Regions from separate parts of the Mus musculus genome. Here regions 2, 3, 4, 5, 6 and 7 are each linked to region 1. The links are chromatin contacts, called in public HiCAR-type, HiChIP or PLAC-seq and promoter capture Hi-C maps. All regions are on one chromosome and are shown on one strand. The core of a region is the stretch at or near the end of the contact, and the rest is flanking DNA. Distances in the headings are between cores, read along the strand shown.

What was found. Promoter capture Hi-C pulls out the DNA fragments that hold promoters and counts their contacts. HiCAR-type assays count read pairs that join an accessible place to other places. HiChIP or PLAC-seq counts read pairs in DNA pulled down with a chosen protein or histone mark.
Region 2: a contact with region 1 is called in a promoter capture Hi-C map of embryonic stem cells, with 4 times the contacts expected there. The contact joins the promoter of Ldhal6b here to the promoter of Tfb1m in region 1. A contact is called at or near these places in 13 of 39 promoter capture datasets (the 3T3-L1 cell line, 3T3-L1-derived adipocytes, the C10 cell line and 7 more), 16 of 484 Hi-C or Micro-C datasets (the 3T3-L1 cell line, the C10 cell line, Th1 cells and 11 more), 5 of 115 datasets of contacts at active chromatin or transcription factors (acute myeloid leukemia, fibro-adipogenic progenitors, large pre-B cells and 2 more) and 1 of 9 other capture datasets (embryonic stem cells).
Region 3: a contact with region 1 is called in a promoter capture Hi-C map of hippocampal neurons, with 10 times the contacts expected there. The contact joins the enhancer-like site here to the promoter of Tfb1m in region 1. A contact is called at or near these places in 13 of 39 promoter capture datasets (the 3T3-L1 cell line, 3T3-L1-derived adipocytes, the C10 cell line and 7 more), 22 of 484 Hi-C or Micro-C datasets (the 3T3-L1 cell line, the Ba/F3 cell line, the C10 cell line and 16 more), 5 of 115 datasets of contacts at active chromatin or transcription factors (astrocytes, cardiomyocytes, fibro-adipogenic progenitors and 2 more) and 3 of 9 other capture datasets (adipose tissue, embryonic stem cells and liver).
Region 4: a contact with region 1 is called in a HiCAR-type map of astrocytes, with 6 times the contacts expected there. The contact joins the enhancer-like site here to the promoter of Tfb1m in region 1. A contact is called at or near these places in 6 of 39 promoter capture datasets (3T3-L1-derived adipocytes, the C10 cell line, hippocampal neurons and 2 more), 1 of 484 Hi-C or Micro-C datasets (myocytes), 3 of 115 datasets of contacts at active chromatin or transcription factors (astrocytes, large pre-B cells and pro-B cells) and 2 of 9 other capture datasets (adipose tissue and macrophages).
Region 5: a promoter capture Hi-C map of hippocampal neurons shows a contact between it and region 1, with 4 times the contacts expected there. The contact joins the enhancer-like site here to the promoter of Tfb1m in region 1. A contact is called at or near these places in 10 of 39 promoter capture datasets (the 3T3-L1 cell line, the C10 cell line, frontonasal cranial neural crest and 5 more), 4 of 484 Hi-C or Micro-C datasets (the C10 cell line, the HPC-7 cell line, cortical neurons and 1 more), 2 of 115 datasets of contacts at active chromatin or transcription factors (astrocytes and large pre-B cells) and 2 of 9 other capture datasets (adipose tissue and macrophages).
Region 6: a contact with region 1 is called in a promoter capture Hi-C map of liver, with 6 times the contacts expected there. The contact joins the enhancer-like site here to the promoter of Tfb1m in region 1. A contact is called at or near these places in 4 of 39 promoter capture datasets (embryonic stem cells, hippocampal neurons, liver and 1 more) and 3 of 115 datasets of contacts at active chromatin or transcription factors (embryonic forebrain, large pre-B cells and pro-B cells).
Region 7: a contact with region 1 is called in a FOXA1 HiChIP or PLAC-seq map of pancreatic cancer cells. The contact joins the enhancer-like site here to the promoter of Tfb1m in region 1. A contact is called at or near these places in 4 of 39 promoter capture datasets (the C10 cell line, embryonic stem cells, hippocampal neurons and 1 more) and 3 of 115 datasets of contacts at active chromatin or transcription factors (embryonic stem cells, pancreatic cancer cells and pro-B cells).

What each region holds. Positions count from the first base shown.
Region 1 is chr17:3,555,273-3,559,646 of GRCm38.p6, forward strand. Tfb1m (transcription factor B1, mitochondrial) reads right to left here and starts at 2,483. Exons shown (of 7, transcript NM_146074.3): 1 at 2,309-2,483. The coding sequence starts at 2,441. It overlaps 1700102H20Rik (RIKEN cDNA 1700102H20 gene), which reads left to right and starts at 2,552. Exons shown (of 2, transcript NR_045303.1): 1 at 2,552-2,632; 2 at 4,271-4,374.
Region 2 is chr17:5,416,498-5,420,871 of GRCm38.p6, forward strand. Ldhal6b (lactate dehydrogenase A-like 6B) reads right to left here and starts at 2,270. Exons shown (of 1, transcript NM_175349.2): 1 at 826-2,270. The coding sequence starts at 2,160. The coding sequence ends at 1,012. All of the region lies in intron 3 of Tmem242 (transmembrane protein 242), which reads right to left. It overlaps Gm29050 (a long non-coding RNA gene), which reads left to right. Exons shown (of 3, transcript XR_003952361.1): 3 at 1-3,155.
Region 3 is chr17:5,395,221-5,399,594 of GRCm38.p6, forward strand. No RefSeq gene overlaps it. Among named protein-coding and RNA genes, the nearest start is that of Gm29050, 14 kb to the right of the region's middle. Within about 2 kb of position 2,606, at least 39 of the 459 cell types and tissues checked have an H3K27ac peak or open chromatin away from gene starts, as enhancers often do. A contact at or near this core is called in the Ba/F3 cell line, cerebral cortex, hippocampal neurons and 1 more, where this site is marked.
Region 4 is chr17:5,329,008-5,333,381 of GRCm38.p6, forward strand. Arid1b (AT rich interactive domain 1B (SWI-like)) reads left to right here. Exons shown (of 20, transcript NM_001085355.1): 16 at 3,480-3,630. Among named protein-coding and RNA genes, the nearest start is that of Gm29050, 80 kb to the right of the region's middle. Within about 2 kb of position 1,829, at least 24 of the 459 cell types and tissues checked have an H3K27ac peak or open chromatin away from gene starts, as enhancers often do.
Region 5 is chr17:5,307,968-5,312,341 of GRCm38.p6, forward strand. Arid1b (AT rich interactive domain 1B (SWI-like)) reads left to right here. Exons shown (of 20, transcript NM_001085355.1): 10 at 3,868-3,977. Among named protein-coding and RNA genes, the nearest start is that of Gm34854, 86 kb to the left of the region's middle. Within about 2 kb of position 2,189, at least 72 of the 459 cell types and tissues checked have an H3K27ac peak or open chromatin away from gene starts, as enhancers often do. A contact at or near this core is called in the HPC-7 cell line, adipose tissue, cortical neurons and 2 more, where this site is marked.
Region 6 is chr17:5,260,391-5,264,764 of GRCm38.p6, forward strand. Arid1b (AT rich interactive domain 1B (SWI-like)) reads left to right here. Exons shown (of 20, transcript NM_001085355.1): 6 at 3,642-3,731. Among named protein-coding and RNA genes, the nearest start is that of Gm34854, 38 kb to the left of the region's middle. Within about 2 kb of position 2,016, at least 66 of the 459 cell types and tissues checked have an H3K27ac peak or open chromatin away from gene starts, as enhancers often do. A contact at or near this core is called in hippocampal neurons and liver, where this site is marked.
Region 7 is chr17:5,236,150-5,240,523 of GRCm38.p6, forward strand. The region is part of intron 4 of Arid1b (AT rich interactive domain 1B (SWI-like)); the gene reads left to right. Among named protein-coding and RNA genes, the nearest start is that of Gm34854, 14 kb to the left of the region's middle. Within about 2 kb of position 1,837, at least 155 of the 459 cell types and tissues checked have an H3K27ac peak or open chromatin away from gene starts, as enhancers often do. A contact at or near this core is called in pancreatic cancer cells, pre-B cells and pro-B cells, where this site is marked.

The DNA.
Region 1 (4,374 bases), core at 1,233-3,732:
TTAACTACCTCACCAACCAGCCCAAGCCCTGCTGGCTGACCATGCAGCCCTTCGTTACAGCCCTTGCAGGTGCAGGACTCCTTGCACCTGTACTCTGCCATCCTCACAGGCATGGATCAAAGAGGAGAACGCACAAAGTCCCCATGTCACCTCTGGTTATTTTGAGGTCAGAACGGCAACCATGATAAGTCCCCACATCACTAGACTCTGAAATTTGAATTCTTCATCATTTCCAGAAAAAAAAGTTTGATTTACTACCAGAAATTTTAAGCTTTGCAAATGCTCATGTTAAGATGGAATTACTAACTGTTCAGTTAGTTTAAGTTGGCAGAACCTAAGAAATCACACACATAAAGGTAGCCACTGTAACTAACCATCGCTCTGGAAAAAACACAATGGACTGCTTTTATTAACTGCAAGATATTAAAACCCACACCTCCTTGGATGGTGGAAATTTTGTTACTAAATACATACTAGCACTTCTTGTCACTGTACAGTCCCAGTTGATGGTTATTATCTATCTAGGTAAACTTAAAGGCAAAATGTTGCTTACGTATTTCCAAACAGTATTGTACAGCTACAGTGAGGAAATCAGCAGCCCTAGCCAGCTTTGCGTCTTGGTACGTACATGCCCTAACCTAATTCCTGCAGCTACCACTCTAATATAATTTATCTGAACTGCACGCTGTCCTTGTCTATTGTTTAATTTGTACAATGTCATAAAGAAAAGCAAATGGCTGGAGAGGACCTCGAACCAAGGTGGGGATTCTAAAACCAAATCATTGTTTGGTTACCAGTTACCAACTGGTCTCTCGGAGGGCATCAGAGTCATTTATTAAACCAGGGAATTCTGAACTCAGTTTGAAAATGGAAAGCAGCAACAGGTGGGGCAGTGGTTTCATTCTTAAACTTTGCAGGAACGCTTAAGTGCAACCAGACATAGACGAGGTGTCAACCCCCTAAGTCTGGTTCAACCCTGCTCCACCTGAGTTCTCTAGGACAAGCACCTTTATTTGCTTTCACTCTGGTTCCCCCTCCCCCCACCCCACCCCCCACCCTCACAAAGACTGAATAGAGAACCTAAGAATCTGGAACTTACTCCAGGGACACACATGAGAACATAGATAACAAATTGAATGGCTGGTGATGTAATTCAATTAACTGATAAGAGTGCTTGCCTAGCATGTGTGAAGCCCTGGGTTACACAGTCAGCAATCAGTAACTGAGCATGGTGGCATATGCTTTTCATTTCGGTTCTTGGGAGAAGGCAGGAGGGCCAGACACTCAATAACACCTGCCATGTAGTGAGCTTGAGGCCAGCCTTAGACATAGGAGACTGCATTTCAGCAGAGAATGGTGCTTATATTTAGCATGTGCTTATATTTAGCATGACTGGGAGAGGATGCTAGAACCAAAGAATCTAAAAGTAGGCATCCTAAGGTCCTTGTAGGCCTTTCTATCAAATAAGAGATGAGAAAACTTAAGTGGAGTTAACTGTTTTACCCAAATTCTACGGGTCGAATAAAGGCTCCAAAAACAAGAAATAAAAGTAACTTATGCTTTGTGGTCCATGCAATCAAAATTGATTTTGGGGACGGAGTGTGTGTATGACACACTTACCCTTTTAACTTGAGGGGGTTAACATGCTAAGTACTCCAACAGTCAGCTAGCACCTTTATTTGCAACAGATGGATCTTATTCTCAAGAGGAGAGCATTACTATGACATGGGTGGTAAGTAAACCAACAAACACCTGTGAAAACTCATCAAAACATGGGTGTCAAACTGGTGACCTTCACCCTATATAAGTTTAATCGCATAAAAGTAATTTTTAAAGAAGCCGGAGAATGTCAACTTATTAACTGCAAACTCAGGGCTGTTGTTGGGACGGTGGTCCCAGCATTGGCACAAGGTAGCTGTAGGCGCCGTTTGGTTAGTATGACTTTACAGAGCGAATCTCCAGTCCCTAGAGGGATCCCTAGACTTAAGTGAACGTTTATCCTATTTACTCTCTTGGTTTCGTTTTTGAAAGAGTCCATCTGTTTCTAACTGGCGGCAATCCTCCTGCCTCTGCTCCTCGAGTGCTGAGCTTACAGACGCGCTTTACTGAGCCGGGCTAACGAGAGGCAGGTTGGCGCATCATAAAGCGCGCGGGAAACATCTCCCGCCCGCAAAGCGGTCGACCAGTCGTCGCCCTAGCCCGCGAGGACCGGAGGAGCAGCGCTTGACTGACAGCCGCCCGCCCCAACCCGCTCCATCACCCGGCCGCGCCCACCACGGAGACCCGGGCGAACTGACGACTCAGCCACCTGTCAGCCTCAAGTCCAGGAGGAAATTCTGGGAAAGCTGTTTCACCGCTCGCAGTCCGAACAACTTAATGATCTCCCGAATGGTGGGCAACGGGGGAAGGCGGAAAGTGCCGAGCTTCCCCGAGGCAGCCATGAGAGACCCACATACACAGCCACGCGCAGCGGCTGGAAAGGTGCACGGCGCGCAGGGGGTGGGACCTTGGAGAAGACTGCCCGCCTCTGAGGCCACCTGGTTGGATGGAGAAACCTGCCGGAAATGACGAAACTGACAGGAAGTCTGTATGTACTGGGAGCTCAGGACGCGTCAGGCCGAAAGCGGTGCAGGTTGGGAGAGGAGAGGGGGCGGAGGCTAGGAGGCGTGGTCTTTGTAACCTCTGGGAGGCTCCGCAGGCCTTTGACATTCCAAAGGCTTGACTTTTGATTTGTAGCAGGAAAGATGGTGATTGGTTGCTTGCTGTTTGTAGACTGGTTACCGCCCCACCCCCGTAGGCTAGATACTTTTTATTTCTTCGCGTCCATTACTTCTTTCAGAACTTAGTTCCATAGAGAACTATAGGCTTATTTAAGGTAAGCCTGCTGAAAACCGAGTTTAAGACTTAGACTTTAGAGCAAATGGCTGAATGCCAGCCCGTTAACAGCACCCCAGCTTTAACCAATAGCAAGAGACCAACTGACTCAAGTAAAGCAAAAAGCTAACCGTAACCAACTAAACTGTGTCTCTAGATAATTTCTCTTTTCTTGTCATTGAACAATGTCCATTTTCTGGCCGGAGTTGTTTGAAAGAATTCCAAGGGCTGCCTAATTTTAGAATGGTGAATGAAAGCCATTCTGGGTCTTTAAATATGCTGTAATTTTGTCTCTTGAGCTAAGCACTTTAAACTTCGAGAAGTGTTTTTGATACCACTTGTTACTATTTCATATTCCCTTTTAAATCTCTCAGGTGTAGTCTTGCGAAACAGGACACATATTGCTAACTTCCGATTAAAACAGGATCAAGAAAGCCCTGCGAGGCCACGAATTTCGTAAAGCTGGAAGTTCACAGATTCCAGCTGTAGTCTAGTGCATGCGCGGTGGCTGCTGTTTTTAAGCAATGCCAGCAAGGTCAGCATCAGGACCACTCTTTTAGCCTTTGAAGCTTTTTCTAAAAGCTCATTCATGCTGCAAGCATTGTGGTCTCTCCACTGCTCTCAGAGTGAACCATAAAGGGGTTGCTCTTTTAAAAAGCTCAACTAAAAGAAATGTGTGCCAGGTCTCACAACTGAGTGGTTTGGAATTATTCGCTCACTAATTGTTACCATACAGATTCGGGTAGATTTTATTATTACGTAGTGGTGAAAGTGAGACTTGGGGCGGTTCAGCCACTTTCCCACACTTCAGAGTGGAAACGGAAGGCTTACTCATCAGGCAGGGAATCCAATGGAGAAAGGCTATTTGAGGGTTAAAATCCAAGTACCAAGAGAAGACAAATAGGTTCTGTCTTCCTGTGATGTCTGAGAACACAAGAAAGAAATGAAAACTTTTAAAATATTTTTCATAAGTGGGAAGATTTTTACTTTTTTCCGTCTGATTTCACTTGGTTATAAGTGAATTACACATCGTTTATGGTTCTGGTAGTTTAAAAAAAAAAAAAAAAAAAAAGCTAATGTAAAACCAGACCACTCTGGGCCGTGTGGAGAAGTAAAAAGTCCACATATCCACTTTAGTGGTTGCTAGATCAGCAGAAACCATGGGCTGACTGATGTATCTCTTTTAGAAAGTGAGAATGTGGTGGCAATTCCCCAAAGTGTCATAAAAAAACTTTGATTTGATATTTGATTCAGAGATAATATTCTCCATAAAACACTATACCTAGAAGGTGTCTATTCAGGCAATTGGGCTTTGTTTGGATGGTTGGTAGGTTTTGTTTTGTTTGTTTTTTTACCTTTGTGTTCCTTTGGAAATGTTATTATTCCTATACTGCAGGGAAGAAATACCAGCAAGTACAGTCATTCAACCTACCCAGGGTCACCAGCAATGCATCTAGAGAAGATACCCCGAGTTCTTCACGTTTCAAGTTCCAAGTTCAG
Region 2 (4,374 bases), core at 1,020-3,519, 1.9 Mb after region 1:
ATGGCATCCACCTTTTGGCTCTCCCCTTACTGTTCTACAGTATATGGACTTATTTTTATGGAGTATAAGTCTGATTTGAGGTAGTTGTGTTGAGATGGAAAATCATGAGCCATCTGGGCCTCCTCTGTAGGGCTCAGACCCGCCCAGCAAGAACCATTTGTAATGTGTATCTCCATTTAACAAGACAACAGGTTCCCAGCAGTTCTCAAAGGCTTTTACTAAACCGGGCTTCATTTGTATAACTGCAATCCCAGGATGCTCTGTATCCTTGCTAAGCCAATGGCAGCACCTGTTCTGTGCAGCCAATCAGTCCTTCCTATAGCCAAAGTACCATGGCGGATGTTAACCTGAGTCTGCTACACAAGAATAATGGACCAATTCTCCTCACCCCCCACCCCCATCTCCTCTCCCTCCTGACTTTTCTCTCCCACTTGCTTTTCAAACAGCTGCAGTCTCCATTTCATGATGTCTTAAAAAAAAGATTTTTAAGTGTGTTGGCTGCACGTATGTGTTGTACCATGTGGGCTCTGGGAACTTAACCTGGACCCTTGCAAGAACAGTAAGCCCTATCCTTCTTCCTTCCTGTTCCCTTTATCAATGTCTTGATAGTTCAGCTGGCAGTCTGTCCGAGACAATGAAGGCAGTCTCAAAATGTATCACATAAAAACCTGTGTACATATTTTTACTTTTAAATGTAGGAGTTACTTTCTAAAATGGCATGTGAGCGGATATGCATGTGAGCCACCCAGATGGATTAGGACAGTACACACACTTATGAAAGTTAGCCGTTTCCTTCATGTCACACCAACAGGCAAAAACCAGTACTTCTAACACCAAGAATACCTTTAATGCCGGCACCCAGAAACTGTGAAAAAGCAAAGTCACCCAGCCTCTGGATGCTACACAACAGGAGACCTAAACAAGAGACCCTCCAGCTTTCGGAACCCCCGCTTCACCCCACACTTGGCCGTGCACTGCGTTTTCTGTCTTCGGTATCTTTAGAAGGGTGACTTAAAACTTAATATCTTTCTGGATTTTCCAAATAGTCTCTGCGCTCTTTACCATCTGGGCCTCCTCTGTAGGGCTCAGCTTTACCTTTATGATATCAGATATGCCACTCTCTCCCAGGATACAAGGCACGCTGAGGAACACCTCCTCTTTGATTCCGTAGAGACCTTGGATTTTGGTGGTAACTGGATGCGTCTTCCTGAGATTCTTCAGGATACTCTCTGCAATATCAGTTACAGACAGGCCAATGGCCCAGGAAGTATAACCTTTCATTTTGATAATATTATAGGCACTGGCAATGACTTCTTTGTGGACATCGCCCCATTTCTCGGGGTCTTTGCTTGTTCCTATAGCTGAATTCAGCTCTCTCAGCGGCACGCCGGCGATGTTCACACCACTCCACACAGGGACACTTGAATCTCCATGCTCTCCAAGGACCCACCCGTGGCAGCTTTCAGAGTGGATCCCAAGCCTCTGCCCGAGCATGTAACGGAAGCGAGCTGTATCTAGGTTACAGCCGCTTCCAATAATACGGTTTTTGGGAAACCCACTCAACTTCCAGGTTACGAAAGTTAAGATATCCACTGGATTGGAGACAACAATAATTTTGCAGCGAGGGCTGTGCTTGATAATTTCCGCAACCATTGCCTTAAAGATGGTTACGTTTCGCTGGACTAAATTCAGGCGTGTCTCATTTTTCTCTTGGCGTGCACCCGCTGTGATAATCACTACCTCAGAGTTGGCAGTGACACGGAAATCCTTGCTGCAAACAATATTTGGCATTTTCATGAAGACACTGCCGTGCTGAAGATCCATCGTCTCACCCTTCATTTTTTCTTCATTATTATCAACAAGGGCGAGCTCGTCAGTCAAGCCTTTCGCTATGATGCCGATGGCACAGGCCATGCCGACTGATCCAGTTCCTACAATGGAGACCTTGTTGTGGAGAACGGGCTCTTCGGAGCTGATGTGCTGGATAAGTTCACCCTTCACGGTCGCCATGGAGGACGTGGGCGTGAGGCTCCACCAGGCCCGGTTGGGAGGGACACGTTGCACCTGACTGGGCCATAGAGCTATGCCAAAGCCCTTGAAATCTACCCTGGTTGTACTCACTCTTCTGCTGGCTCTCAAGATGCTTGTAGCCCAGGCCATGGCTGCGCACTCAGGTGGAGGAAGTGAACAGGGTGAGGAAGACAGTTGAGGCCACAACGGCGGCCGTTGCTAGGCAGTACAGACGCGGCCCTCCCTCCCACTGCGGCTGCGCAGTTCCCTAACTGTGCTGCATGGGCTTAGCGCACAGACTGGGTCTTCTTGCTCCTACACCTGCAAGCCTGCACCATGGCTTTATAAAGCGCTTCCATTTCCAGCAAGGACATACTGTAGTTTGTTTTACAAACCCATATTCTTTACTATTGCTATATAAAGCCCAACCCAGAACCCTTGAAGTATTTGTTTGCTGTTCTTAGGGTACATAGCAAGAAGATTGGTTCTGGCAACTCCAGATAAAAATGAGGCTAAAATCTTGAACCACAACAAGGAGGGCTGTGCTGTCTGTCAAGAGGCAGTTTGGCTGGAGAAATGGGCTCTTGGTTCGGTGTATCCAGCAGGAGAACCGTTTGTTAAGGAAGGATTTTTATCTGTATCCTAACCATGGTGCATACCCGTGAAAGGCAGCAGGAAGGAGGGGCAATCTGGTCTACACCGGAAGAGCACGCCCCTTCTTTCTCAGGCCAAAGGAAAGCCTGGGATTGCATGCAAATTAAACAGCAAAATGGCTCAGTGGTTAAGAGCGCCTAGCGCCCTGTAGAGGATCCTGATTGGTTTCTCAGGACCCCACATCACGTGGCTCACAGTTGTCTTTAGCTCCAACTTCAGAGACACTGGATAGCCTCTGTGGGCACATAGTCCACATGGTAACAGAAATTCCACGGTCTCTCACACACATTCACATAAACAAATATATATATACATACACCACACAAATCAAAACAATAATCTTTCCCTAAGCCCTCCAATTTCTTATGGAAAAAGATGGCCCTTAACCCTCTATAAAATGAAGGTATCTTTGAAATGACATTTTAACATTTAGCCGATGGTTACATTAGATTCTTACTGAAATAGTGAAATAAAGTTCCCTGGCAAACCTGGCATGAGTGTATCTTATCTCGTCTGTGGGTTTCAGGACAGTCTTGTGAACTAATTTCAAATTCTGAGATGTAAATGTTGCACTTTTATGAAAACTCTAATAAACTACAAAAGCCCCAGTACACATGATGGCATTTTCTCTCCACTAATCAACTCTGCCCACGTGATGAACACTCAGCTCTCCCAAATGAGGGGCCCCGGGTCAGGGAGCCCTTTTATCGTTTGTAATTTCTCAATTTTAGGATGTTGAGCCCTGGCAGAAAAAAAGTATTTTATAGACTTGAAGAGGAGCTCTTTCCTCCACTGCTGGACTGCAGCCAGGAAAGCAGGTCCCAGCAGAGAAGCTGGGAAATTGTCAGCAGAACCCTTAGCCTTGTAATTTGCTGATGGTATTCCATGGTTTCAAGCCAGAAGGGCTGCCTGGAGGAAACAGCCACCATGACACATGGTTTAACACAGTTAAATTCCCTCCACACTGACAATCAGATTTATGGCAGCAAGCTGTCAAAAGCTGGAATTTAAAAGGAAAAGTACCTGCCCCACCCCCCCATCTTCACTGAATGGTGGGCAGCATTTAGAGGGGCCGTGTAAAATGGCCCACATGGTCCTGCTTCTTTGTTCCACTTCCCACTTGAGAGGTTTAGCCTGACAGCTGTCCCCACCTCCTTTCTGGAATGACTCTTCTGACCAGTCAAGCTGTTTTCCAGGATGAGTGCTCTCGAGTGTGAGATTCAAGGACATAAAGACTCTTTGCTGGACTGCGGCTTCTGTCCACAGTCATTTTCTTTCTAGAGACTGAGCCTCTTCAGAAACACAATCCTTATGGCAGATATCTCTTCAGCCTTTCCCCTCAGTCACAACTAAATCAATTTGGAGAGTGAAAAATGACAATATTGTAAAATAAAGAATACCCCAAACAAAGCAGCTTTTTATTTATAGTAAGTCTCCCACTAAGAAGGCAAGCATGGACACAGGGAAATGTTCAGGGCCCTGAGCAGATGGAGGACTACTCAAGGACGCACACAGAAAGATGTTGCCAGATAGTGCCTACCGGCCTTCCATCTTAGGTGGCTCGTTACTCCTTTCAGGTGGAGACCTAATTCAAATTATCTATTAAAAATGAAATGTAATGTTATAGTTGAGTCAGGATGATACCTTCGTGCTTTTGGTTACATCTCTTAGGACACAGAAGTCGGGAATCAGGAGCAGCAGCATGTATCC
Region 3 (4,374 bases), core at 1,356-3,855, 1.8 Mb after region 1:
CAGTTTTGTGCTGTAGCTAGAGACTGAGCCCTAAGGCCTAGTGTGTGATTGCCAGTCACTCTAACTGGGCCTCATGCTAACCCTTTGAACATTTCTTGGAACAGACTCATCCTGAGCCTCACAAATGGTTGAGAGATGTGTACTCAAGACCAAGACTCTCAGATTCTGCAGTAAAAAGACCCTCCACGGTAGTATCTGAGCATCTCAGGAGCAAAAAACACTAGAGTTTTAAGGCATCTTGATTTTGCAGGGGGTTATAAGTGATTCAATCTGGCAGCAGACCCAAGACCTAGTGGTAGGCGCATGCAGCCTGCTCACAGCGTGAGGGAATCGAGTTATATTGCCTGCCTTCCTCAGAACCTGCTCTGCTGGTCCTGTAGCTTGGGGAAAGGTACCTGAAGTCAGAGCCCAGGTGCCTTCGAGTGGGCGAGCCGCTCTCTTCCCAGGGTGTTGAGAGCTGGAGAGATAATGTGTGTGAAAGTGCCCGAGGCAGACGGCAGATGTTATTACTTGTAATTTACTAACCAAGAAACTGAGGCATTGAGGCCTTGCATGAACCCAGACTGGACTCCTACCTGGGAAAGAAGACGGTTGCAAATGAAAACACCCAAGGCTCCTTTGGCTCCTTTGAGCTCTCAAAGTGCCGTTCGGGGTAAGGAAGGTTTGCTGGTGCTGTGCTGCGTAGAGCACCTGGGAAGAAAAGACTCCTGGGATGAGATCCATCTTCCTGCAGTACCTTAGGAACTGGCCTGAATCCATGCGCAATAAAGAGGATGAAACAGGAAGCCAACCCCAGTGACAGTCACCCCGACACCCACACACTGCCTGGCAGACCTGCCTTGCAACCTTTTGCCTGCCTTCATCACCAACTCTTTATGTCCTGGGCCAAGGGACAAGGCCTGGGGGTTCTGGGTCAAGGCCATTGTTACCTGGCGGTACCGAGTTAGATCAAGGTTTAAGGTCTCTTGGGCCCTAAGGGAGTGTCTAGGAATACCTGGAATAATATTTCTCAATTCGAGACTGTCAACATTTGGAGTGACCAATTCTCTTTTTGGGGGGCTAGGGGAGTGGGTTCTGTTCTACCCGCCAGCAGCCATGGCATTTCCCCAGTCGTGACAACTAAAATGTCTCCAGCCAGGCATCACTGAATGTTGTCTGGGGGAGGCAGTCACCCTCCCACCCCTCCACGGCTCTCTGCCAGCGTGAGGAAAAAGAGGTGTGGAGTTCTCTGTGTGTCAATACAGAGTTCTTTTACATCTTTTCAGATTTAAATTCATACCAGATAAAGACACCCAGGAGCTGCAGAGGGACCAGGCAGGGATAGGAATTGGATTTTCCTAAAAAAAAAAAAAAAAAAGCCCTACTTTAGGGACAAGCCCTCAGATGACTCAGGGTGACAGGCTCACAGGGACAGTCCCTGGCCTGCCAGCCAGCCTACTCCCTTTCCTTTCAGAGTGGACAGCTCTTTTTTTTTTTTTTTAATTTCATTAGTGTGTGTGTGTGTGGTTGTGTGGTTGTGTTTCTGCATATGTACCCATATGCCATGTCTCAAGTGAGCAGGTCAGAGTCTGTTCCAGGGGTTCCACATGGATTCCAGGGATGGAACGAGGACCAGGCTTGGCGGCAAGCACCTTTGCCATATAAGCTACCCCAACAGCTCTTTTTGGGACTCTCAAGTGTCCCTTCAGTGCCCTTTGTTGGAAAAGCAAATTACAGTGTCGAGAGCAGACACCCACACGTGCAAGTGACAGGAGAATGTGGGGCACGCATAGCAAAATGTCAGTACTATTACTGATGGAGTAAAGATGGGGTTTCAGGTGGCTGTTAGTTTGGCTTGACATCCCTCCCCACCCCCATTTATTTTGGCTGGAACATGAAGTTGTTTGTACCAAGGTGATAGTCATTCACAGAGATCCCAAGGGAAGCACCACTCTGGTGGCAAAGGCCTTCGCCCTACAGATTTGTTACTGACTATGGAAGAGGCTTCTCCATACTGCGGGAGCATGAGATGAGAGGGAACCCAAACTCAGCAGGGTGACGGAGTGTCGCCAGAGAGGCTTGTCCTGGGAGGACACGGCCCACCCTTCTCTCCAGGTCATGGATTCCGGCAGTACCTACACCCACGCTTGGAGTGGCCTGTGCGGAAGATCTGGGGTGTGGTCAAGAACTGCTCAGCAGTGTGACCACCGGGCGCATAGGACGATCAGAGTTGAATGTGTCTTGGGCGACTCTAGAATGCTCTACTGGACTTAATTTTCAGGGTTCACGGAAAGAGCAGAGCACAGCCAGAGGCCCTGGCCTCCGGGCTGGGACAGCATCCCTTGTCTTAACGCGGTGGTGTCCTGGCCCGAAGCCCCACGTAGTATATCCACAGCAGCAGCAGCCAGCCCGCAGCTCGTCCGCCCTCTGCTGGCAGAAAGCCTGAATGACACTTGGCGTTTGCAGCTATATCAGGAAGTCCGCGCTGTGCCCTTGAAAACACAGGGAGAAACCTGGGCACAATGATAAAGGGGGACACAACTGACAGGGAAGGCGTAGCTTACTCGGAATGTCCTCGTGGGGCGTCCGAAAAGCGCGACAGGATGACTGCCTGTCCCAAGGCCCCAGTGGGTCTGTGAGTGACCTGCTCAACAAGCCCAGCTGGTGTGCCAAGCACCCTGCATTGGTGTACAGGAGCAGGGATGCTCATTTGGGGCAGCTTCGCTGAAGTGCTACAAACTGAGAGGCTTAGAGATCGTATTATTTTCAGAAATGAATTATTTCTTGTTTCTAGTGGATGCAAATCCAAAGTCAAGGTGTTCATAGAGCACTCTGAAGGCTCCAGGGAGGTTCACTAGAAGACCCTTCACCGCAGTTGTCCTATGTCGGTCTCCATGCGGCATTGTCCCTGGGCAGATCTATGCTTCTCTGTTTGTTAGTACAGTAGTTGTTGCAAATAATCAAATATAACTTCACCCGAATTTGATTATATCTAAAATGCCCCTGTTTCTAAAATAGGTTATAAGAAGGAGGGGTGGGACTTTACAACGACTTTCAAAGTCTCACCTCAAACATAGCAGATATGCCCAGCGTGCATCCGGGTATGGGGACTGTGAGCTGACCAACACTGAGGGTCTCCGTGACCAGGAAGCCTGAGTGGCCCATGGGCAGGCAATGCTTGAGGTGGGGACCCAGTAAGGAGAATACTTCCCTGTGGTAGGGGTTGGAACAGGAACTGCTTAACGATTTTATTTAGATCTCTAGGCAAGTGTAGGCAAAGATATTGCTTAAATTCACAAAATTAATAAAGATGGTCTTTTTTTTTTCTAGCTTTCTAGTTCCGTTTCTGTTGCTGTGAAAAAATATCACCACCCAAAGCGGCATAGTTCAGGAAGGGTTTATTTGGCTTTCGGTGACGGGTTAGAGACTACCATCGAGAGAGGTTAAGGGCAGCTGGTCAGATCCCATCCCTAGTCTAGAGCAGAGATACACGATGGACCCTTGCCTCTTTGTGCTCTTTCTTCTTAAACAGCCCAAGAGGCCCAGACCATGTGTCTGTCAGGTCTCAGGCCATGCGTACGTCCAGATGCTGCTAGCTCCCAGGCCCTCCCCACTTTTGCCTTGCATTCCAGCTTCCTGGACTACCAGGATGGTCCTCACCAGCCAAGAAGTAGCTGCAGAAGAGACTACACCATCCCTCATCAACAAAAGGCTGGGATGCAAGGTCTCAGGCTGTGCAAATATCCAGAAATGAGCTCAAACTGGATATATGGATTGCCTGAGACCCAACAGAGCTGTTCACAATGGGCTGGGTCTTTCTTCGTCAATAAGGAATCTAGACCTTCCTCCACAGACATGCCCACAGCTATGGCTTTGGCTATTGTTTTGCGAATACATTTTCAAGGCTGTTATTAAGAGAGAGCCATTTCTCATGTGGTGACACATCTCTGCTAATCTCAGCAACTGAGATGCTGAAGTAGGGAGATCTGTTTGAACTGTGACCCACAGTTAGAACTTGGTACCTCTCTAGGTAGCTGGCCTTCCATTCCTGTGGTTTAAAAGGAAGAAAATCAAATCCACCCAGAGGAGCCCAGGTAAGCTTGGTTTGAAGGATGGCCCAAGATGAGAGAGGTAGGTGTCTTAGCTAGGGTTTCCATTGCTGTAAAGAGACATCATGACCAAGGCAAGTCTTATAAAGGACAACGTTTAATTGGGGCTGGCTTACTGGTTCAGAGGTTCAGGCCATTATCATCATGGTAGGAGGCATGGCAGCATTCAGGCAGGCATGGTGCTGGAGGAGCTGAGAGTTCTATGTCTCATTCTAAAGGCAAACAGGAGAAGATTGCTTCCAGGCAGCTAGGAAGAGGCTCTCTCAAAGCCCATGCCCATAGATAG
Region 4 (4,374 bases), core at 579-3,078, 1.8 Mb after region 1:
TCTAAGTAAAGATTTTCAGACTGCAGGAGGGTCCAGAAGCCTCCTGGGTGTTAGAAGCAGCTAGCTTTCTATGGTGGTGAGTGATTTGGGGCCTGTCTCCTGCTTGTCTTAGTCAGGGTTTTACTGCTGAGAAGAGACACCATGATCACAGCAAATCTTATAAAAGACAACATTGCATCGGGGCTGGTTTACACTTTGAGAGGTTGAGTCCATTATCATTATCATGGCAGGAAACATCGCAACATGCAGGCAGACATGGGGCTGGAGAAGGAGCTGAGAGTTCTACATCTTGATCCACTGTGTGCCAGACCATCTGTAACGTTTCCATAGGAGACCTCATAGCCTGCCCCCACAGTAGCATGCTTCCTCCAACAAGACCACACTTCCTGATAGTGGCACTCCCTATGGGCCAAGCCTTCAAACCCATGAGTCTGTGAGGACCACACCACACTACCTTTGGACTCTAAAAATATAACAACATGGAAAAAATAATGATTTAATTAATTTCTTTGGGGTGGGCCTCTGACTCTCTGGTGTTCTGTCTCTGTGTCCTGCTGTACAGGAGCCACGGGAGCCTCTCGTTCCCTCAGACCTGCAGTCTCTCCTAGGAATGAATTTGAGAGGCTGTGGGGCTTTCTGCACAATCATGAATTGAAATCTCCAGCACCCACGTAAAAGCTGGTTTGTGGATATTCCCACAGCTCCAGTGCCATGGTAGCCTAGACAGGAGAATTTTTAGTTTGCTAGATAGCCAGCCTAGCCAAGTATGTGAGCCCCACATTCAATAAGAAAGGCCTCATCTCAAAGTTAAGCTGGGGAAGACTCTGACACCGTGTGCACCTGTGCATGCACACACAGCACAAAAATGAATTCGGGCAGGCAGGGGACCGAGTGGAGGCTGTGTTGTAAGGTGGCAGGTAGAGAGATAATGAGTGGAAGATAAATAGCACAGTCTTTGTATATTTCTGCCCACCTGCTGCCTCATAGCGCTGGGACATTTATGTCCACAGAAAACATTTTCTTACAGCTCTAATTAGTTGTAAATAAAGTTGTTCATTCTTCAAGTTGTTCATTGGTCTGTGAATTTAGACCAATATCCATGGAGACCACTGTTGCCAGGGTAGCAGCAGCGGGTGGTCCTGTTGTCACCACCACTGACCTGTGACTTAGTGGTGCAGCAAGTCAGCCTGCTGTGAGATCCCTTAACCCATGGAGCCGGCCTTGCCTGCTGCTTACCACCTGCCTCGGACAGGGCACGTGATCTCGGACTAGGCTGACTCTATCTGAGTCTTTGACCGTGGTACCCAGTGTGTCTGAGGCTCTGTTACTCTCCATGTACATTGCTGTGTGTAAATCTTTTACTAACCCCTGGTACTGTAACACTAGCTGGGCTGTCCCTCCCATTTAGCTCCTACACATCTGTGGTGTGTGACTGTTTCCATGAGATGGATTCCTAGGTTTAGTGAGTCAAAGAATGGGAATAAAGTGCCTCTATCATCTTGTCCTGTATAGCAGAGCTCCAAACTCAGACTTCAGTTAGCAGAACCACTATGTCACATGGCTGTGTCGTCAGGAGGCCTCTGGGGTGGCTGATGTCAGCAGAGTCTTTACTGGGGACCCAGTTGGAGTCTGGGACCTTTCTGTGGGGTTTCTTGGGTGTCCTTGCTACAGAAGGTAAAATCCAGGATCCAAGATAAACCCTGTTGCAAGCTCAAGCAAGTGTTTGCTGGAGTCCATTTTCCTGAGCCGGTTGGTCAACACTGGCCATGTGGCCTATCCCAGCGTCATTATAGGAGGGGACAGCATGGGCTGTGAATACAAGCAGATGTGTTTCTGTGTGTGCCAGGGATGGCTGCCCACAGCAGGTGCGGGCAGCAGTTAAATGCACTGGCAGGAGTGTGGGGTGTGGCTCCTGCTTACTAAGCTGACTCTTACAGCTGCCTCAACACCTGCCAATCAGATCATAACTTGATGTTTTTCTAATTTTCCATAAGGCCGCAGGTCTATCACGCGTTGAGTGACCGTTTAGTCTCCTTTCCCTGCAAACATGATTTTCATGACTTTGATACAGTATCTACTTTCTGTGGATTTTTTTTTTTAAGGAGCTCTGTGGATTAGAGAATTAAACCACTTAACTTTAATTATGCCACTTGACTTCTGTCTGTCTTTGTTTTTCCATCTGCAAAATGGAAAGTAATCTCAAAACTGGTTCTACCACAAGTTGACGTGAGATTAGACACAGGGCAAAGGTGCCAAAGTGTGATAGTCCTGCACTGGCCTCAACCCTTGTATCCGGTCCACAGTGGGACAGCATTGACTCAGAAGGCTTCAGTGACTTTCCTGCCTCACACAAAAGTAGCTATCATAGGATGAAGACAAGCAGCAGCCATGGAACAAGTATCTGGACTTAATAGAGTTTTCTCCAGGCTCTGAGCTAGTGCTCATTTGTGTATGCATTCCTTTTAGTGGTCTGCTTTTGGATAGAAATAAGTCACAGGTCACCCCATCTTCAGCTGTTATTTTAACTATAATCACATATGTATGTGCACATATGTATATGCCTCCAATGGCCAGAAGGGGGCCTCAGAGCCCCTGGAGCTAGACTTACAGGCAGCAGTGAAGCAGAGTGGCTGTAAATGCTGCCCTGCAAGTGCCCTTAGTCACTGAGCCATCTCCTCACACGCTGGGCTGTTGCAAATGCACATTTATGTCAAGGTTTTCTGAGTTTCTTGGTAAAGGTGGAGACTAAATTCATATCTCCTGTCTTGTTTACAAACTCTTCCTAAGCTGGTGTCACCTCGTTCTACAAACAGTAGTTAACACAGACCTTAGCTTTCCATGAGCTTGTGTGTTGCTGCATGAGAGGTGACCACACACCACACCTGTGACAGCAGAGATGTAGGCTCTCTGTGGGCTCAGCAGGCACTGCAGGGTAGTCTGGGCCTCAGGACTCAGCTTCTGAGTTGCAGATTCCCTTCAGGTTCGTTCAGGTGGTTGGCAGAATGCATAGGGCCAAGGTGACCATCACATTGTTGGCTGTTCTCTGTCCACCCTTCATAATGTGCCTCTTTCCATGACAAAGCTAGTAGGAGAGTGTCAGATAGGCTCCATCTTTCGCCTTCTGCCCAGATCTGAAGGGTTGCTTGGATTTTCCCCTTGGGTGAATGAGTGCACAGTCGTCAAAACCATCACCACATCTGTGACTCGTCTGCCGTGTAACACACCGTAATCACGGAGATGCAGCCCAGCCTGTGTCTAGGTCCTGCCAGATCAGAGGCTCTTGCAGTGCAAACAGCGAGGAGGCAGGTGTCTTTGACTGCATTTCAGGATCCTGCTCCCTTGGGCAGATTCTATATCCTCTCAAAGGATTGTGGTGTGCCGTGTGAGATTGGGACCACTGAAGTTACTAGACAGGATGTATGTGCCCTTTGGCTTTTGGAAAATGCTCAGTCCTGTGCTTTTTATTTCACATCTCACAGTGCCTGGAAGTAGTGAGCCCTTTATGACACAAGGACAGGTGCCCAACAGCGGCATGCAGGACATGTACAACCAGAGCCCCTCAGGGGCCATGTCCAATCTGGGCATGGGACAGCGGCAGCAGTTTCCCTATGGAACCAGTTATGACCGAAGGTGAGTGGTTTGGTTTTTTGTTTTCTTATTTTATGAAAATGGGATAATTTACCAAAAGCGGCTTTGCTCAGATACACATTTCTGAGCCTTGGTGGCCAAGCTTCCAGTAACAGCACAGTGGGTAACCTTCTTTGTAGCCACCACTGGCGACCAGGCTTTGTCAGTGGCTACTTACAGTGGGTGGCTTCAGCCAGACCATGAAGTACGTGGTCTCAGATGGTCCATGGCTGTTACTTCTAAGCAGGTGTCCAGCGGCATACAGCCATAACGCACTGTGCCAATTCAGCCAGCATCAGATTCCTAGGCTCTTCAGTGCCAGACCTTCCTCCTCCTCGTTCCTTGAGGATGATAGCTAGGATGTCACCCTTGGCTGACAACTCTGAGAAACCCCACCATTCAGATGCACAGGAGCCTTTCGAAGGGAGCCTTTTTGATATCCACATGGCAGGATATCAAATGTCACATGTCAGGCCACAGGATCACTCCTAAACTGTATTTTAGTCAGAAGACAGTTAGATGTCACAAGAAGGCCATCAGAAGCCTCATCTTCACAGGTGACAGGGCTTCCTCTGAGAAGAGATTCCTCAGCCATGCCTCTGACTGACACCATAGGCTCTCTCGTTGTGGTGGATTCTCTGCTTCTCTAAGGAGAGAGATGCTTAGAGCAGGCTTCCAATGTGGTGTTTGTGATTTTAAAGAAAAAGCATGAAGCATATGAGAAGAAAGCCCTTGTCCTCTCTCTGG
Region 5 (4,374 bases), core at 939-3,438, 1.8 Mb after region 1:
TGGCAGCTGTTTCTTCCTGAAAGCACCAGTGGATGTGGGGTGGGAAGCAGCGGGGACTTGCCCTCTGATGGAGCAGTTGGCTTCCATGGGTTTTGATGGTCTCTTCACGTGTGGGATTGAAGTTTGTTTTTAGCAAGTTGGATTTAAAAACTAGAATCAATACAGCGAGTGCACCGTTAACAAGTACAAGTCGTAGGTAGACCAGTCAGCCCAGCCATCCGCCAGGCCTGACCTGAGATAGGACCATTTCTGTGTGTTCCGTCTATAGCAGTCCTTCTGGGTGCTTATCTGCACACGGGGCATCTCTTTCGAGCGCACGTATGCATTCCAAAGGCAACAAAGCCTACCACCTGGAGCTCTAGTTCCCCTCTCTAGAAGTCACTCTGTAGAGAGCAGTCTTTCTCTGGACTTCCCTGTGGGATAGCGGAATGCCCCACTGGCAGACTTAGCCAGATTCTAATCCCAAAAGTGAACTGCGCCATCGCTTTCCTATCTGGACACTGAGCGCCAGCTCTGACATCCCTTTACGAACAAAGGAAGTCAGTTGTATTACCTTAGAACACCCGAAACCTGCCTGCTTCAGGGTCTGGAGTGCCTGTTACAGCTGCAGCTCCTGTCTGAATGCTGCATTAGTAACAACTCCTCAGGTGACTTTCACAGGCGTGCCTTGCTTGCTCTCATCCTGGCTGGAGGAGGGACTTCCCCCACCCCCCCCACCCCCCCCCCCCGTCCCGGAGTAGGCCAGGCTCCAGGGCCAGCTCAGAGTCTGCTCAGAGACTGCCACCTGTGCACATGACAGAGTTGTGTCCTCATGTTCACGGGCACTCCCACAGAAGGCTGTGGTGAGAGGAAGGGTCTTCTTGTCAGAGTGTGAGGAAGAATGTTTCCCTGAAGATCTTCATGCAGCTGCTGTATGTGCTGTGTTCACTACTCAGTATGTGTGGTTACATATCTGCCACATACCAAATCTGCATGTAGGTGATGCTTGCCATGCTGGATCAAGAGGATCACAGTGAGTTGAGGCTAGCCTGGACAACATAGTTTGCTCTAAGATAGCCTAGGCTGCAGAGAGAGCCAGCTTGTTTCAAAAAATAGTAATGACCAATTCATGAACAATGTAGGCCTTTCTTGTGTTTCAAAAGACAAAATATCTCTACAATATGGGATGTTACCAAGAAGGGAACAGAACATTGTGTTTCCCTGCCTTCTGGGAATGGTTGCAACTTTGTAACGAACAGAGAGAGACACTGAGAGGAAGCTTCACTCAAGTCCTGTGTCCCCTGTGTCCTCGGGAATACCTCTAGTCTAGCTACCTTAGGACCTTGACCCCTGGTGCTTTAAGAAGTCATTTTAGCTCTTAAATTCCAATGGTGGAACAAGAGGCTGTGCTTAGTGTGTTTACATATTATCTCGCTCATTACAGCCCTTGCTGTCCCTGGTCATGCCTGTCCGAACTTCACACCCTGGATCTCTGGGAATTGTAGAAATAGCAGTTCCTTGATATAAAGCACCCTGACCATGATGTGGTCTCTCTCCTGAAGAAGGAGAAAGAAAACATCGTGTCCCTGAGAGGCCGCTGCCCTGGAGGCTCTGTACAGTGGTTCTTTTGAAATTTTGGTTAAGTCAAAGCTAAGCGTTTCAAGAAAAAGAAAAGCCACCGTAGGAAAGACAGTGCGTTGTGCTTCATGTCAGGCCATTCCCATCTCCCACGATAGGGCCGTGCACGTGAAGCTACATAGCTAGGATGCCCAGGTTAACGTACATAATAGAGAATGAAGAAACTTGGGAACTTTCAAATGTCACATATGCTTATGTTCATCTGAGTCTAATATGGAGTCAGTGTTAATTACTGCTGATTATTGTAATACAATTGGCTTAGCTCTTTCTGCTTAAAATTACTTTTGTGTACATTAATGTGTGAAATGCATAAAACATATTACTGTTCCTACTGCCAAAATAATATCCAGACATAGCTTACAAATACTGGCAGACCAGTCCACTGTCACCTCTGGAGGAGCAGGATTTGATAGAAGCCACGTGCTATGACTGTCCCTCTCTCCAAACTGTGCAGCCTGTCATTGCTCTGAGCAACTGCAGAAGAGCAAGAATGCACAGCCGTTCATGCCCAGGCCCTTCTTGCCCTGTGCTGCTTTCTTTCTTCCTCTTCTCCCATCTGGGCTAATTCCTTCCTCGTTGGGGCCTGCAGGGGAGCCGCATGTCAGCCACTGCTCAGAGCAAGGCTGTCTCCACTGTAACATCGCTCAGCTGCCTTTTTTTTTTTTTTTTTTGAGGTTTCACACATTCACAGAAATAACACATTTTTAGCTGATCCCAATAGATTTTTCTCTGCAGCTGCATCACTTGAAAAAGCTTTTTGTTCCAGTTCTTAAAGTCTAAGTATTGAAAGTAATTTGGAAAAAAAAAAAAGAAAAACATCTCAATTATGTTCTGTGTGTGTCGCGATGCCTTTAAGGACTGACTGAGCTGCAAACGGGCTCTGCAAACCCAGCTAGTGTGCCTGTGGCAACTCAGGCTTTCAGAGCACGGAACTGAGTGTGCCGATGCAAACTCCAGGGCACATGGCAGGCAGGGTAGGCTTTTTTGGCAGGACCTATGGTCTCAACCTGCAGTGATGCTAACGATATTAACAAATTAGCACCATGGAGCTTGCCAGCTAACTCACCAGAGCCTGCTCATTCTCTCCCTGCTGTAATTAAAACTAATTATTTTCTAAAACATAGTAATACATGAATATATGCAGTTATCGTTTCTGTAGTGGGCGATCTGCAGGGCCTGTTTCAGGCTGGTTTTCGTTTCCTTCTTTCGGGTACACTGTGCTCCCTGAATCCTGCCTGGCTGAGCCCACACTTGCCGTGGCAGCATCTGGAGCAGGTCCTGTTTATGATGCCTCAGGGTTCTGTCATCTTGACAGGGAATGAGTGCAGATAGCTGCCTCAGTTTCCTCTTGTCCTTTACAGTTGTATTTAGCATGTCCTCCAGCTCAGGGGTGTGCAGATGGCTCTCTAGTGGGTTCTCCAGAAATTCAGCTCTGTTCCCTCAATAACTACACTGATTGCCCTCTGTGGTCTGATTCTAACCTTACAAAGAAACCAAACCTTCTCCCAAGTATGTCTGTTGGTATCAACAATGAGTACATATGCGTCAATTGATGTCTAAAACGTTAACAGGGTCTAGATAAAGCTAGCTGCATTGCTCAGCCAAAGATAGGAAGTATAGGTTGCATCAGGAGCTGCTATGGGCATTTCACTCCTACGGAGGGTTGGTGACTGCAGGCTCTGTGCCAGCTGAAGGGACAGCAACCCACTGTAAAGTCATAGGAACTTCCCCTAAGTCCTCTGTGTGGCTCTCGTCCTTTACTGTAGACTAGACCATAAGAAGTAGCTAAGATTTTTCAAACAGCGATTACTTGAACTGAGGAAATAGAAGGCCAGGCCATCTCGAGCCCAGGTGAGCACTGAGCGGCTTGCCAGCCATGCCCCATGAGTGATTTATATGACTGCCCATTTCCACTGCTGCCTACCAGCTTAAGTGACAATAAAGAAAAACTCTATTATAAATTGAGGGCATGTTTGGGACTCTTGCGTATACTGAGTCTGCCTTTTTCTCCCACGGAAAGCAGTTCATACATCAGTGTGCTTCAGGATCCTGTGACTCTGCTGGCTGGCTGGCTGGCTGGCTGGCTGGCTGGCTGGCTGGCTGGCTGGCTGGCTGGCTGGTTCATTGGTTTTGCCCCTTTTTTCCTTCAGGAGAAGCTTGGGTGCTGGTGCTTCACTCAGTAGCTCATGTAAGCAGGGGTGTCATGGTACATCCCAAGAATAATGCTGACTTTCTCCTATTTTCCATTAGCATCTATGGGTCTTGCAGATATGATGTCTCCCAGTGAGTCCAAATTGTCTGTGCCTCTTAAAGCAGATGGTAAAGAAGAAGGCGTGTCCCAGCCTGAGAGCAAGTCAAAGGTATTTCCTCCTTGCACACTATAGTCCTCCCTCCCTGCACACTATGGTCTCCCTGCACACTATGGTCCTCCCTCCCTGCCCACTATGGTCCTCCCAGCACACCATGGTCCTCTCTTCCTGCACACCATGGTCCTCTCGCATGCCACAGGCTACCAGGCTGCTTGCTCTTCTCAGCCTAGTACTGTGACACTGCCCCATGTCCTTCCTCTCTGCGTGTCTCCATGTGTCACGTGTTTGCAGTCTTTTCTCTCCTTCTGCACATCCCCCAGGGGGTGGATATGAAAGTTGCTGTTTCTAATGGCGTTATCACCATGGGGGAGTTGGAGGGGACAAAGCCTACCTGAGAAATGCTCTTGGGAGAAGCAAGGGATCTCTGTTGCCTGGCGTGGACACTTGG
Region 6 (4,374 bases), core at 766-3,265, 1.7 Mb after region 1:
CATGACTATGAAAACTCCAACATGAAATAATAGGAGAAAATATTGGTGCTGGACCTGAATTTGGGAAGTTTGGATCATGTTAAGGTGCCAGCTGCTTTGGACCTAAGTCAGGTATTAGCATTCTAATGGGGGCATTGTCTGTAGTGGGGAAGGAAGCAGAGACTGGATTCCCCAAAGTTCACTGGTCTATCAGTGACTCAGTGAGAGACTGTCTCAGGGTGTAGGTGGAGCGCAGTCAAGGAAGACACCTGTGTCTACCTGACTTACACACACATGCCAGCTTTACAAATCACTTACTAAGGAGTGAAGCCCTCAAGCTCTGAAGCATTCCTTCACATTCCTTAAGTCAGTTCACACCATCAGCTGAGTCTGCCCTTCAAAGCCAGGCATACGGAGACATCTCCCTTTGATGCCAGTCCACTGCAGGTTGTAACATACCACAGATCCATTCCCTCTTACTACATAAGGCAACTCTGCAGGAGGAGCAATCAGTCACCTTGCTTGCAGTGTTCCTTAGAGGCAAGATGTGGGGACCATACAAGGATGTAGCTTTCCTCAAATTGAAATCCATTAACACACATGGGCGTCAAAGGGGGAGATGGAAAGTCACCATTAGCAGCCACCCTTATGGTGAACCTCACAGGCAGGACTTTCTAATAGATGCTGACATTAGCAGGTGAAAGTTGCAGGAGACATGGGACTTGGATCAACCTCAAGTGAAATGAGTACCCCAAAAGTGAACACCAGCCAGATGATGTAATCAACATGAACACCAGAAATGGAATGTGGGGGTGGGTGTTCCAGCCCCATGATAGGATGAGCAGAGACGGGTATGCTAGTTCCCACGCATGTCCTCTTTTTCAGCAATAAAATGTGTTGCCCAGATCAGATTGGGGAACATTGTACAAAGTAACTCATTAGTACTCTTCCAGAGTGTCAAGATTACAGGGCATCAGGAAAGACTGGGGGTCTTAAGAAGGCTGCAGGACACAAAGGGGACAAAGGCTAAAAGCAACATGGGACCAGCCTACAAACAGGACATGTACTGAGAAACCACGCGTATGCTGCAGTTATGTAACAAGCCTCTGTGCAAGGAGGCACAGGACCAGGGGTTTTGTAGCCTCTCTCGAGTGCTTCATAAGCAAAGTAGAAACGGTGGCTGCTCCCTGCCACGCCACTCTAGATTGGTACACCCTGTACACAGAAATGTTTACACGCTGTTAACAAGTGACTAGTGTAAGTGCTGGGGTGCCTTCTTATTCACCACCGGGCTGGCCAGCGTATTTTTCCATTCTGCTTATCTCATTATAGACACAGATGAAGGTAAACCATGGGGCTTAACAAAGGAGGCACCCTCTTGGTTTGAATTATGGTTAACAGTGAATTATGGAGGTTAGAGTTCCCCCTTCGGTTAACTCCTTTATGTTGTGTGGCCATGTCCTCCTTTGAAATGATTACCAAACTCTGAAAGGGTTGATTTAAAATCAGCATATGTAAACCCGCACAGAATTTAAGGTATTTACCTAATTAATTTCATCCAAAGATTCTGGTTTTCCGACTGTGGATGCAGTGAGTTCTCCTGTGTTACGTCTCACACGCATGTTTTTCTGGCTCATCTGCCCTAACGGTAGTTATGCCTGCGTGCTCACGGCATGTGATGCCTTAGTAATTACAGTTACGTAAGAGTTACGGGACTGGCTAAGAGAGAGAGAGCATGAATGGAAGTGGGGGAGTCGGGGTAACTTGCACTTACTTTTCTTCAGCCTTAAACAGCTGTCTGTTTTGGTAACAGGGTGAACATGGTGCGAGCGCTCCTTTCTTGCTTGGCAGGTACATCACGCTTCGCCTTGCACCAGTCAGCCCACAGCAGTGCTTGACCATGCCAGTGCTTTGTGCAGGGTGGGACGGGTCTCTTGTATCCTGTTCATCCTTGCTCGGTGCATTAGATGGGAGAGCTGTGCCTCAGACTGCCTGCACAGTGAGGCCATGCTGCCCTGTGTTGACATAGAAGTGCTGTTTGTTTTCTCTGTGTGAGCGTGTGAGTCCAGCCTGCTGCGAAGAAGCAAGCGATCGTTATGATGTAAGCACTTGCTGTCTTGGGCCAGCTCGTTCCCCAGTGACACTTTAAGAGTCAGGGTTTGGCTGCAGAGTGCTTTAAATTTCTAAATGGAGATTGGGGCCATGGGGTGTTTCGTTTCATAGGAAACATGTAACCCACAGTGGCTTCAAGGCAGTTTTCGTAGCTCTATAGCCATGTCAGTGTCCAGTGTTTGCCCTTGAAGTTGTTTTAGACCAGAATGTTAAACGTTTATACTGTGCAGTTAATTCTTTGGTATTAATATTAGGTGACTACAGATGCCCAAGATGGAGCCCGCTGGAGTGTGCTGTGCTTTGCAAGGCCTCTGTGCTAGTTATGAGCACATGCAGGGGCTCTTCATTGCTCAGTGTCCCCTGAGTGTGACAGGTGAACACTCAGAAATATATACCAAGTTTTATATTATCTCTCAAACTGGGGTGCCTAACCACCAACACCCTCCCAGCCATGCCTTCCCAGCTGTCGCCTGCCAACCGAGGCGGAGTCTTCTGCACGCCTTTTGCTGTCCTGTGCAGCTCTCATGACCATGTGACTCCCAGGCAGAGGGATGTAAGGAAGCTGTGTGTATTTGAGGTGTCTTTCTTATATTCATTGTAACCAAGGGAGAAGGTAGAGCATAAAGTAGCAATGCCCTCACACTGTGCTGTGCAGGCTGCTGCAAGGGTTTGGGCCTTGAGGGTGGTGTTAAATCCAATACTTTTTAATTCCTCCATGTCTTTAGCCTTAGAAATGTGTCTGAACCTCTGGGCCCAGAAGTGAGTTAATATTGCCAGGTACCTTGGATGATTCTTAATTTCAGAAGTATGCCTCAAGCCTCCGCATGATTCATGTCTCTTTTAAAGATAAAATAAGTGTCTTTTCCCTTATTTTGTATTCTTAGATTATGAGTTATTATATATTCTTCATGCTAAGGGAAGCATTCAAGGAATGAAAATATATGATTATCATCTCAAGAAACTTACATTGTATGTGAAAAATTGAGTAAATATTAAACAACTGGGAATTAAATAGATGCTATCGCTGTACCAGCAACAAAAATCAGGACTTGCAGCAATACTCCCTCTCTTATGTGCTAATGTACCTTATGCTTTGTGCTCCTTGGTGGAGCCTTCTGAGTTTAGGCTGAACTCTGCTTATTCGCAATTGATGTTGCTGTATTGATTAGATATGAATGAATGAACGAACGAACGGGCGGGTGCCAGACTTTTTCATTTCTGTCCAGTAGGTATGAGTTCAGAGTCGAGAGGCTCAGCTCTGCTGGCCAGTCTAGGTTTGTGGCTGTGGTGAAGGATGTGTGGGCTGCAGCTGTTGGTTGATAGCTCCGTGAGCTTGATAGCCCAATCAGCAGCAGGTTTGCTTTTTTAGTTTGGTTTTGTTTTGTTCTAAAAGCAGGTGTTTTGGTAAATATCTTTATTTTATCTTCATTTTACAGGGAAGAATGGAACACTTTTTTAGCTCTCTTCTCTGTACCTTCTGTAAGCGCTTGGTTCTTGTGGTTACAATATTAATGCAGAGCACATACCCTCCCTTTCCCTGTGTTCTACAGGTAGCCAGATGCCTCCGCAACCACCTGGAAGCCAGTCAGAATCCAGTTCCCATCCTGCCTTGAGCCAGTCACCAATGCCACAGGAAAGAGGTGAGTCTCAGGACACACACATCCCTCCCACTATAAAAAGGTTACATGAGGTTACTCACCCACCTGGCTCTCTATAGTTTTTAAAGCCAGTGTGTCCTACCAAAGAAATACAAGCTTACATGTAACAGCAGTTACGAAGAGGATCCTTCCTTGTGACTGGGTGACATTCCTGTGGTACTTACCAGCAAATTTTGAGCACATAACAAAATCTTGTATAAAGTCGTTAGGTCTTCAGACTGGAGTCACCCTGAGAGACCACATAGTTTGATCCCTGAGGGAGGCCACGGAGTTCATGTTGATTCCTCACTCCTGGCTCCATGATGTCCAGGTCAGAAAAGGAGCATGCGTTTGTCTGGCGTTTTCAAGCAGATGTCTTCCCACACATTCAAGCTCTCCATGGCTTTACTTGGTACTGACTGTCACTCCATGGTGTTGACAGTGCCTGGTGTCCCCTAGGCTCATCCCTCGGTCCTTTTGTCCTGGGTGGGATAGTACACTTGATGCTGGGGCAGGTGTAGGGAACAGTGGTTTTAACCCAGATCTGGACCAGAGAGGAGCTGCGCAGCTGGAGCAGGGGTCATTCTAACCTAGTTAGAATGGACCGGCATGCTGTGCCTGGCCTCTCCCTCCGGCTTATGGGTCA
Region 7 (4,374 bases), core at 587-3,086, 1.7 Mb after region 1:
CCTCTCCCGCCAAATCCCCCTTTCTTCCCAAAGCAAGATGCCCATCCTACTTTTATGTCTCTTATTTTGAGGAAATATAAGTGTTACAACGTTTTTAATGGTATGCTTAAGACTGAATTCTGCCTGTGTAAAGTGTCAGCTTAGCTCATTATCCCAGAGATGTCCCCTTAAAACGAGAATTGCCCACAATGCAATCATTGCTTGAGTAGAGCTGCAAATGAGTCGGGGGCAAGTTGTTCCCAGAGGAGCTCTTGGCTATCTGCATGGCGTGGAGTCTGACCCACATTTTTCTGTGTAGTTCCCTTGGCTTTGGGGTATGTCCCTGTCATCCATTGGAGTCTGTGACTTTTCGCATCCATGATGAGTATTTTCTCCGGCCAACCTCACACATCAGTTGGCGGAGCGATGTATATATTGTCCTGTAGGATAAAGAGGTAAAGTTTTGAATGCGAAAGCTGAAAGGAGGGTGGTTTTCAGACCTCAGGTCTGAGGATTTGCTCTGTCTTTCTGACATCCTTCATGTCTCATATTGAGACCGGAACTCTAAGCTTTTAAAAACTCAATTGCCATCTAGACAAATGAGCAGGGGGAGCCTGGGCAGGCTGCTTGCGATTCGGCTTTGTGCTGAGAACCTGGGAAGTCGTGGGAATCTAAGTCACTGAGCATTCTTACTTTGTGTGCCAATTATTAGCTCAACTTAGATATCAACTTCAAGGTACATTTGCATCAATGCTTGAAGTTACAGTACCAAAATAAGCTGGGAAGGTGTGAAGTGACTTTATTGTACTTTTCAAGTAGGCTAAGAAGCTAATGAGGAGGCTGGGTCTTTGACCCCCTGAGGTGATGCTTGGTAGTCAGGCTGAGAATTCATTCATAAAGTGTAACAGCTGGGTCAGTAGTTTCAGGAGAGCTTTTGTGGTAAATATTTAGAACTGTTTGCATGTGCTGGGTTATGTTGTGTGGTGTTAATACGTTCGTTTTCATTTGCTCTTGAACATTGGAATCCATCTTGTCTCTGTCCCGTGCTTAGCATAAGAGTCGGTGTCCTTAAAGTTAGGGTCTAGTTGAAGGTATGCGTGTGGTGTCTGTGTATGCATGGGTCTGCGTCTGTGTGTGTGTGTGTGTATGTGTGTTGAATTGTTTGAGAGTGTGTTTCTTAGTGTGTGTTGTGAGTTGTCTGAGTGTGTAGGGTGCGTGTTTCTCTGTGTATTTCTTTGTTTCTGTGTGTATATGGGGTGCATGTGTTTGTATCTCTGTTTGTGTGTGTTGAATTGTTTGAGTGTGCGCGTGTGTGTGTTTCTCTGTGTTTCTTTGTTTCCGTCGGGGGTTGCGGGAGGATGGAAGGCAGGAAGGTCTTCGTGCAGCTGAAGATCACTGAGAGTTCTGAAGAGTTGTGATCCGGTGTTTTAACCCGTGCCTTGCGCCCCTGGGAAGTCACAGTGAGACATCATTAGCTGTGTCCTATTAAAACCCTGAAATGAGGCCTGTGCCTGTTGCATTGATTGAAATATCTTCTCTGTTCCTAACTCTGTTTATCCCGTGTCCTCATGTGGCGTGCTTAAGCAAGGGATGCCCGAATGTGTGCCGTGTGGGGCAGCTCACCATCAGGGCTGATCTCTCCTCCAGCAGCTAATTGTATCGAGAGCTGTGGCTGGGAGTATTTGCAAGTTCATTTGCTTTTTGAAAACCCACTTATTTAATTAAGCAAGGGAGTACAATATGCTAGCTTATTCCCAGTTCTCTAAATCAGTATCGTGTCCCAGTGTTGACTGAACTTATCCTGGGCTGACATGTGCTGAATTGAACACCATACCACAGAGCCAAAGAAATTCTGATGTAGTGACTCATAAATTTTAAAGTGAGTATTCTCAGGGAGGTTCCTGCAATGCATAGACTTGAGAAAGCTTCTACTTAGTGTTTGTGTGTAACGTTTTACAGTGACTCCTGGACACTGTCTTCATATAGTTTGCCATGTGCTCTCCTTCTCTATTACTGCAACCACATAAGAAATCAGGCTTATTGTTGAGTTGTAATAATTCAGAGAAAAGTCAGATGAAGTTCCTGTTGCTGTTTGTGGTATTTCATCCACTGACCAGTCACTTGAGTTAGACTGAGATTTGTCCTTGGGACAGTGAGGGGTGTGAGGTTGCAGTGGTAAAGTGTGCAGAGACCTTGCCTTGAAATGACTTTAAAAATTAAAAAGAGAATACTGCAGGTTGTCATGATGTTTGATACAGGGACTTTTAAAACTAAATGGACCCTTGTTGATAACAGTGAGCTCACATCAGCTGTGTTGTGTTGATAAATATTCAGTATTCTGGGTGGCATTAAACAGAGAAAACCCAATGCAATAGCAGAACCTCAGCATATCAGGTTATGAAGCAGGAACTTTGCCCTTCTGTCCACTGGGAAAGAGAGGCCATAATGGGTGCTGTGAGGCAAGGCCTACAGCCTCCACAGAGCCCTCGCTGCCAGCCCTCCAGCAAGATGAATAGAAGCAGTGTAGCTTGAAGGTGCCTCCCTGGGAGGAGATGCAGGACAGCTTTGCCTGTGCATGCAGGCCTCTCAGATCTGACTTTGGTACTTACCGAAGAGGGAGCTGGTGCCCTGCTGACTAACTGTCCTCTGGGGAGTGTCACCAAGGCTGACTGCTTAGAGCGCTACCGAACTTCCTTTATTAGTATGCTTTAAGATAGCTCTACATACAGAGACCACAAGGATCTGCAGGGCAGGAGCGTTTCTGTGTCATTTACATATAAAAGTTCCAAGAGGGTATAGCAGTAATATAAAAATTATATCTTTTTATTGCTCTTCTGTTGCACCAAGGTCTAGTCAGCGCCGAGCTTCTGATGACGTGTGAGCACGAGGGCGCTGCCATTGTTATATTTCCCTCTTGATGCTTCCTCTGTCAGCCTGTTGAATAACAGAAGTGGTTTTGATGCCTCTGCAGCGTGCGCGAACGGGGCTCGCTAACACCCCCTCTTGTCGCTTTCTTCAGCAAGGAGGTGGAGTTTTAAGGGAGGATGGGGAAGAAATTTGTAGGTCATGCAGAGAATTACAGAAATTTATGAGTAACATTCCAGTTTTTATGAAGGAAGATTTGCATAAAATTATTTAACTACAATTGAAAGCTGCATTTACATTGTATCTGTTTAACTCTGTTTGGTCTGCAGTAGAAAATGTCTACCTAGCGATTTGCCAAATTATCTTCTCTGTAAAGGTGTGGGATAAGTGTTTCCTCTCAAGGAGCCTTAACGTGGATGGAGTGTGCCTCACTGGCTGGTATTGGCAAAGCACCTGCTCAAAGGTTCATGATACAGGGCTTGCTTGTGAACTCGGGGTCACGGGCTCTGTCACAGGCACCCGAATCTTATATGTCATCTCGTCCCAGAAGAGTTTTTCTTTTGTAGCTTTTGCTTTTTTAAGAGAAAACTTGTGCAATTGTTTAGCTGTTGTTTTGATTTGGTTTCTTTTTCTTCTTATCAAAGCTAGTTAGTGAGACAAACTGCACCCTCACTTTGGGCTAATTAGCCAGTCACATCAAATTGTAAAGTTGAGCTTGGTCCAGTGGAATGAGATACCATCACTACTCCACTAGTGGTTTAAGAAAACAACAAAAGCCATTTTGGCAAGTGACCTTGCTAGCCCACTAGCTTTTAGGATATCCTTTTGGCAAAAAGAACTGTTTTACAAAGCTACTTTAATTTCCTGTGTTTTGTTCAGTGCTGAGATTATCCATTCGCAGCGAACCCTCCATCTCAGTCAGTCTTTCAGGAGGTTTTGGTACTGTTGCTGGTAAGATGTGCAGGAACGAATGCAGGCCGTAAGGTCTTCTTGTGGGTCACCTGAGACCTGTCTAGCGCCAGCACCTAAGCCTTTGCATCAGGAGTCAGACAGTAAACATCCTCAGCCACGTGGTCTGGCCCAGTTGCTCAGTCCCTGCCTCAGCTGTCACAGGAGGAACCAGGGGTTGCTGTGTCTTGCTATAGGGAAATACAGGGAGGCCACCATTTGAATTCCATGTTTCTAGTCTGTTAACAAATACTGATTTGGGTTGTTGTTGGCTTTGTATTTTGTTTTGTTTCAAGTACTTAACCATGTGAGCTTATGGGCTGAGCATAGTTAGAACTTACCTGCAACCCATAGGTCATGGTTGCAGTCATTTTGCAAGTTCTTGAGTTGGTTACATGGACTAGGAAGGACATACCTGGGAGGCAACCACAGCAAAGATTAGCCCAAGATGCCTGCTCCTTTCCCGCAGATCCACGCCCGCTCAGTTGTCGAGTAGGTACAGCGAGAAGTGAGCTGGAGGACGTGTCAGCCTAAGTTTTGTTCCTAGAACTGCACTAATTGTGTGGGTGGCTCGTTTCTGAG